Regions from separate parts of the Gossypium arboreum genome. Here region 1 is linked to region 2. Evidence: chromatin contacts called from public Hi-C data. All regions are on one chromosome and are shown on one strand. The core of a region is the stretch at or near the end of the contact, and the rest is flanking DNA. Distances in the headings are between cores, read along the strand shown. Region 1 holds the start of LOC108459330 (F-box protein SKIP14-like). Region 2 holds the start of LOC108460409.

Evidence for each region. A called contact is a pair of places that touch in the nucleus more often than the background predicts.
Region 1: a contact with region 2 is called in a Hi-C map of leaf, with 5 times the contacts expected there. The contact joins the promoter of LOC108459330 here to the promoter of LOC108460409 in region 2. A contact is called at or near these places in 2 of 5 Hi-C or Micro-C datasets (both in leaf).

Annotation. Positions count from the first base shown.
Region 1 is chr4:24,899,693-24,902,711 of ASM2569848v2, forward strand. It overlaps LOC108459330 (F-box protein SKIP14-like), which reads right to left and starts at 1,341. Exons shown (of 3, transcript XM_017758684.2): 1 at 989-1,341; 2 at 1-740. The coding sequence starts at 712. It overlaps LOC128291823 (a long non-coding RNA gene), which reads right to left. Exons shown (of 4, transcript XR_008281754.1): 4 at 2,800-3,019.
Region 2 is chr4:24,748,068-24,751,205 of ASM2569848v2, forward strand. LOC108460409 reads left to right here and starts at 1,883. Exons shown (of 12, transcript XM_017759895.2): 1 at 1,883-2,470; 2 at 2,577-2,652; 3 at 3,090-3,138. The coding sequence starts at 2,156. LOC108460410 (COP9 signalosome complex subunit 3) reads left to right here. Exons shown (of 11, transcript XM_017759896.2): 7 at 1-15; 8 at 99-257; 9 at 353-474; 10 at 859-931; 11 at 1,023-1,302. The coding sequence ends at 1,091.

The DNA.
Region 1 (3,019 bases), core at 91-2,590, 150 kb after region 2:
TTAAAGATATACAGACCCTTTCCATTACAAGGAGATCCTTAACACCAAGATAACCAAGGGTGAAAAACAAAGCATTATTTGGAGCATCTCCTTCACTATCATCACAAGAAACTCCATTGCAGCCCTCCAACCTATTACCTTCATCATTGAATATAAAACCTCCATTGGGAAGTCCATTACCAATCCCAAATCCATCAATAAATTCATTTGGGATTGATATTTCATCAACTTGAAAGGTACCTTCCTCCTGTTGGAAACTCAGGGTTCCATTTCGAACTCGATGATTACCTTTAAAGAAAGATGATTGATCATCATCAATGTTTTTATCATCATCTTCTGAACCAAATCCAGAAAAACTTGAATTGCCTTCTTCCTGTTGGAAACTCATGGTCCCATTCCAAACCCAATTTAGACCCTTCAACAAACGGTGATGATCAGTAATCTTATTTTCATCACCATCTTGCATGCCAAACACACATAAATCTGACCCCAATTCATTCTCAACATCATGAATCCAACCTGTGATTGCTGCAGCAAAAGTAGACCTTATTTCCATCCCAAATGGATCTGCAGGCAGTCTATCAACAATATCATCATTAACAGCCTCAGAAAAGCCTTTTGATTCACTTCCACTAAAATGATCATTTTCCACATCCCAATTGCAACTCCAATAACTCAACGAGTTCCCAATATCATCCCACTTCAATGCCATTTTTTATTGTCTTCAATCACCAACACATCTAAGGAAAAAAAAAAAAAAGAACCCTGAACTCAGCCAACAATTGAAACAAATAACATGATTCTAAACCAAACTATATATATGTATATATATATAAGTTAAACAAGGAAAAACAAGATAACCCATTATTTCAGGTGTCAAACCAGACCTAAAAAAAGTAAAATACACCAGAAATTCTATAGAGTTTCTTGTAAAAAAAAAAAATGAAAGGAGCCAAATTAAGCTCAAAAAAGATTTTTTTTTTTTTACCTTGTTTTGTGAATTTGGAGGCAAAAGTTGAAACTTTGAAAGAATGGCAAAGAAGTAAAGAAGGACAAGGGACCTGAAAGGGAAAAAATATCTTAATGTGAAAGAATCTAACCGAGGAGATAAAAGAATCAAAAGGTTTTTGACCAAACTTTATTTTTTTGGTTCATGCAAAGAGCAATGCAGAAAGAAAGAGAATGGGGAAGAAAAGTTAAAAGGGCAAAGAACAGAGGAAAATAAACAGAGTTGGCCAAAAATAGGGGACAAAGGAGAGCAAGAAGGAATGGGAAACAAGATTCCAGGCCAATTGGAGGAGTTTATTTAGGTGGTGACTTTCAAATTCTTTTTTTTAAAAGTGTATATAATTTTTTTTAGTGAATTGGAGTTTTTTATAATTTTAACAATTCATTTTGCTTTTATTAATTAGTAACACAAACCTTTTTGCAATTAAAAAAAAATAATGATTTATGATTTATTTACGGCTTTGAGTTTGATCCTTAAAATAAAAAATAAAATTATATTTTAATCTCTTAAATAAGAAAAAAATTCTATTTAGTGTCTTAAAAACATTAGAATTATAAATTAATACATAATAAAATTATATTTTAATCTATTAAAATTTTATAATTTAATTTCGACCCTCAAAAAGAAAATTGGGTTTGCATTTGCCCAAAATGGATAAAAAGAGTTAACAGATGTTAACTTTGTTGACATAAATTGTCACATCAAGAATTAATTAATTTTAATATTTTTACAAAAAATAAATAATTTTAATGACTTTCTATATTATTTAAATTCTTTGAATTTTAAAAGGCCCAATTAATTGTTAGTGTGACAATTCACGCAGTATATTTACATCAACAAAGTTGATATTTTAATTTATTTTGGATGATTTGATAAAAAATAAAATTTAAGTTTTAAAAGAAGGAAGAAAATAAACGAATGATTAAAATAATTTTAAAAAAATTGAAGTGTTAAAAAAAGCGTGGTTGGTTTGAAAAGAAAAAAGGGATTGCGATAGTTTTAGTTTTATGAGAATTTATTATTTAAAAATTGTATGAATAGTTAGTGTAAATAAATAATGTTTAACTTTTTAATTATAATTAAAAATACTATTTCAATTATTTGAAAATTTTTAAAAACAAAGGTAAAGGAAAACGAGAAAGGTACACAAAGACATCGACATTTTATCTAATCCACTTTTGATTTTCTGTTCACGAAATTCAAAAATAAAAATAAAAATAAAATTTAAGATTGGTTGAATTTATTTTACAATCTCTAAAGCATTAATTAGTCTTATGTTAGAAACATGGTTTCTTTTTGGTTTTTAATTACTTTCATAATCCCGTTGGGATATAAAATCCATTTTGGTCATCAATCATGATTTATTGAAATGGTATTTTTGATGTTTACATGAGCAAAAAGAGGGGTTAGTGTATAAAGGTTGTTTTGGTATATTGGGTGGCACAAGTAAAGTGAAAAAGGTTCAATTTGAGGGAATTTGGGAGAGATGTGTGGCTAATAAAAGAAAACTTTCATCACACACACTTAAGGCTTCACATCTTGTTTACCTGCCTTTCTAGGTTTTCTTTGCCTTGCCCATCCTACCTTTCTCCCCTATATTTTTCCAAGGTGAAAAACTCTTTTAAGGATAAAAGTTGTTTGAATGTGGAGCTATTGATTTCTTGCAAACGGCAAAGGGTTGCTTAAGTAAACAGGTTTGGAACAGTTGTATATTTCTATGGTCAAGCCAACCTGATGCCATACCCTAAAATGAGACGCACATTACTTCCCCCCATCACAAGGAAACATCCTTCATAAAATGTTCCAAATTGGATTCAAAAAGGGATATAGAATCCTATTCTATACACAAAATATGTAAGGTACACACTTCAAATAGGCAAGGTAAAATGTTCCTAGGCTTGGCTGGGATAGGGTTACATGGCTGCGTTTTTATTGGATGTGTTACAAACCAATACCTCGCTTATAGCAAGTTTCTATGAGGTGGAAGGGCCCAAATGTATCCATGTGTTT
Region 2 (3,138 bases), core at 633-3,132:
GAGAAATTTGGAAGTGTAAGTGCTGTATCAAATAATTTATGCATACTCCTGTGCTTTATTTATTTGATGCTCTGAAAGAAGTTTTGTGCTTTTACCAGGACAACAATCTAGGTTTGGTGAAGCAGGTTGTATCATCTATATACAAGCGAAACATCCAGAGGTTGACCCAGACATATTTAACGCTCTCACTTCAGGACATAGCTAACACGGTGCAACTGAATAGCCCCAAGGAGGCAGAAATGCATGTCCTTCAAATGGTAATGTTGGATCTTCTGTTTTAGTTAATTAAGGGTAAAGCTTCATATCATCTGTTTCATATTTCCACTGTTGACATGTTCATGTCAAACTTCAGATCCAAGATGGTGAGATATATGCAACAATCAACCAGAAGGATGGGATGGTTAGATTCCTAGAGGATCCTGAACTATATAAGACCTGTGAAATGATAGAGCATATTGACTTATCGATCCTAAGGTACACTCTATAGAATAGACACTGCTATCTTGTTTTGCTTGAATAGATAATTTTCTATTGCCTATGAACATACTTGTTTAGAAATAGTACTTTTTCAAGATTGGCATTTAGTATAATTTATAACAATCTACAATACAAAAATCCTGATAGGATTTGAGTTCTTGATTCAAGTGATACCTACTCAGGGAATTAACAAAATGTCCTAACAATAACAAAAATCCAGAGTGGGTGAGCAATGGTTCATTAGAAAGAGTTGCAACGCATAATGTTATTGATCATATAGATATTTAGTGGGCACTGGTGATTATTTGTTTGGCACTTTCAATTATAAACAAAGCTTTATCAAATGATTTTCTCCCCCTTTTTTCTGGTGTTCCATTACAGGTTGATGACCCTCTCAAAGAAGCTGACTGCCATGGATGAACTCATTTCATGTGATCCATTGTATCTAGGAAAAGTGAGCCTGCCATTTCCATTCATCAAATTGTTTTAGTTAATATGTTTAAGAACCATTGATTTGTAACTATACAATACCTTTCTGTGTCCAGGCTGGGAGAGAGCGACAAAGGTTCGACTTTGATGACTTTGACAGTGTTCCTCAGAGGTTTAATATTTGAGAGCGGTAAATGACAACTAGAAAGATGCTAGACATACCAATATATGTTCAAATGGCTCTGAGTTGTTAAAAGAGGTGGCAAATTTTCTGAAGTAGTTTTGTTCACTTAATCTATGGGATGTGTTTGCTCTTGCAAGAGATATTATTGAACAGAGTGATGGAAGACTAGCTTTTGCACATTACTTGAATAGATTCAATTGATTTCCATATAACTACTTCTTGCCCTTGCTGTATTTTTCTCATTTTTCTAATAATTGAAGTTGAGACTAGTTTAGATAGTTAAGTGTAGCAATGGAACAGTTTGAACAACCTCCCGATTCACGGAGGCTGAGGCTGAGGATGAAGCATTTTCATAGTAAGTGAATTACAAATTTCATGCTAGTGGGAAAGAACAGAACAAGAACAAAAACAAGGAACCTGAGGAAGAGGCAGCTCTGTTGATGTGAAAATGGTTTGAATACTAGAAATCACCTACAAAGAGTAGGGTCTCCAAAGTTGAAGTAATTCCAACAGTTCATACAAACACGCTTGAGGCTTTATTATTGATAAAAAGTTTTCTCACGAAAATCTAATTAGCATTTGTGATTTGAGTTGATGCTTGTGGTTAAATAATTATAGTGTATGCTACTTGCTGTAAACTAAGATCATAAGAAGGATTAATTCAAATTCTCAAAACTAACAGGAAATAAAAGATGCTTAACCATATATAAAAAAGAAATATATCGACAAGTTTGACATTGTTGTTACAGTAATTCTACAATAATTTAGAGAAAAAATAGGTTTAAAGGAAATATCATGCTTAGGAAATGCATAAAGAGGCTACCAACTTTCAACTCTAAGAAATCGGTAGAAATCAAGATCAAAATACCACAGTTTCTTCGTAATTCACATAAAAACACCCTGATTTTTGTTTGCCCCTAAGCCAATACAATCCAAGTATACCCCAGTCGAGACCCCACTCTTCTTCTCTTATCCCTTCCCTTCCCCAAAAATAATATCTTCAAGAAAAGTTACAAACCTCAGCCTTCTTCTCGCTTCTCCAGTTTCTTTCAAGCAGCTTCCTTAATGGAGCTCACTTGTTTGCATAACAAATTCAATTTGTCTGCTTTGCCTCACCTTTCACTTCCATCCTCCAAGAACCCTAACCCCAGATTCTTTTCTAGAAAAAGGAACAATCTTTGTCTGGCCTCAACTTCTGATACCCTTGTGACTGGTTCCGGAAAAGAAGTTAGCAGCAAGAAAGATGCTGAATTTGGGGACTTGAAATCTTGGATGCACAAAAATGGCTTGCCACCCTGTAAAGTTGTTCTCAAAGAGAGGCCTTCTTATGATGAGAAGCATAGACCTATACATTACGTCGCTGCCTGTGAGGATCTTCGGGTAATTAAAATGGCTTAAATTATTTGGTTCTGTTTGGCGTATTCTGTTCTGGGATCCTGTCAAAATTGCCATTTTTTTTTTGGGTTCTTTGTTCTTGGTTATGTAGGCGGGTGACGAGGCTTTTTCGGTGCCGAATTCATTGGTTGTAACGCTTGAGAGAGTGCTGGGAAACGAGACTGTTGGTAAGGTGCATTATATAAGATGTTGAAGATTTCATATAGCAATGGATATTCCTTTCAATACCCGAAACTTGATTTATATGAGGAGTTTTTGTGTATACATGAAATATCTTGGTAATTTTCTTCGAATTGGCAAAGGGTATTACGGACTTAAATAGTAGTTTAGACCGTAGTTACAGCTGTTTCTCTGCATTTTTGTTCCTAGTCTGCCGTGTATATTTCTAACTTGCAAATCTAGATATTGTAGAGATTTGTTTGTCCACCTACACTTCTATAGCGTTGTGGTAAATGTTGACTGATTAGAGGAGGAGATAAGCAATGTAGAGTAGGATTCCATTTCTTTGCAGCACTTAATGGAGCATCTATGTTCAGAATTTTTTTTGTCTTTTTTGCACTTAATTTAGTTGTGTAATTACCCTGACCTTTTCTAATTTATACAGCGGAACTTTTGACAACAAACAAGTTGTCAGAATTGGCATGCTTAGCTTT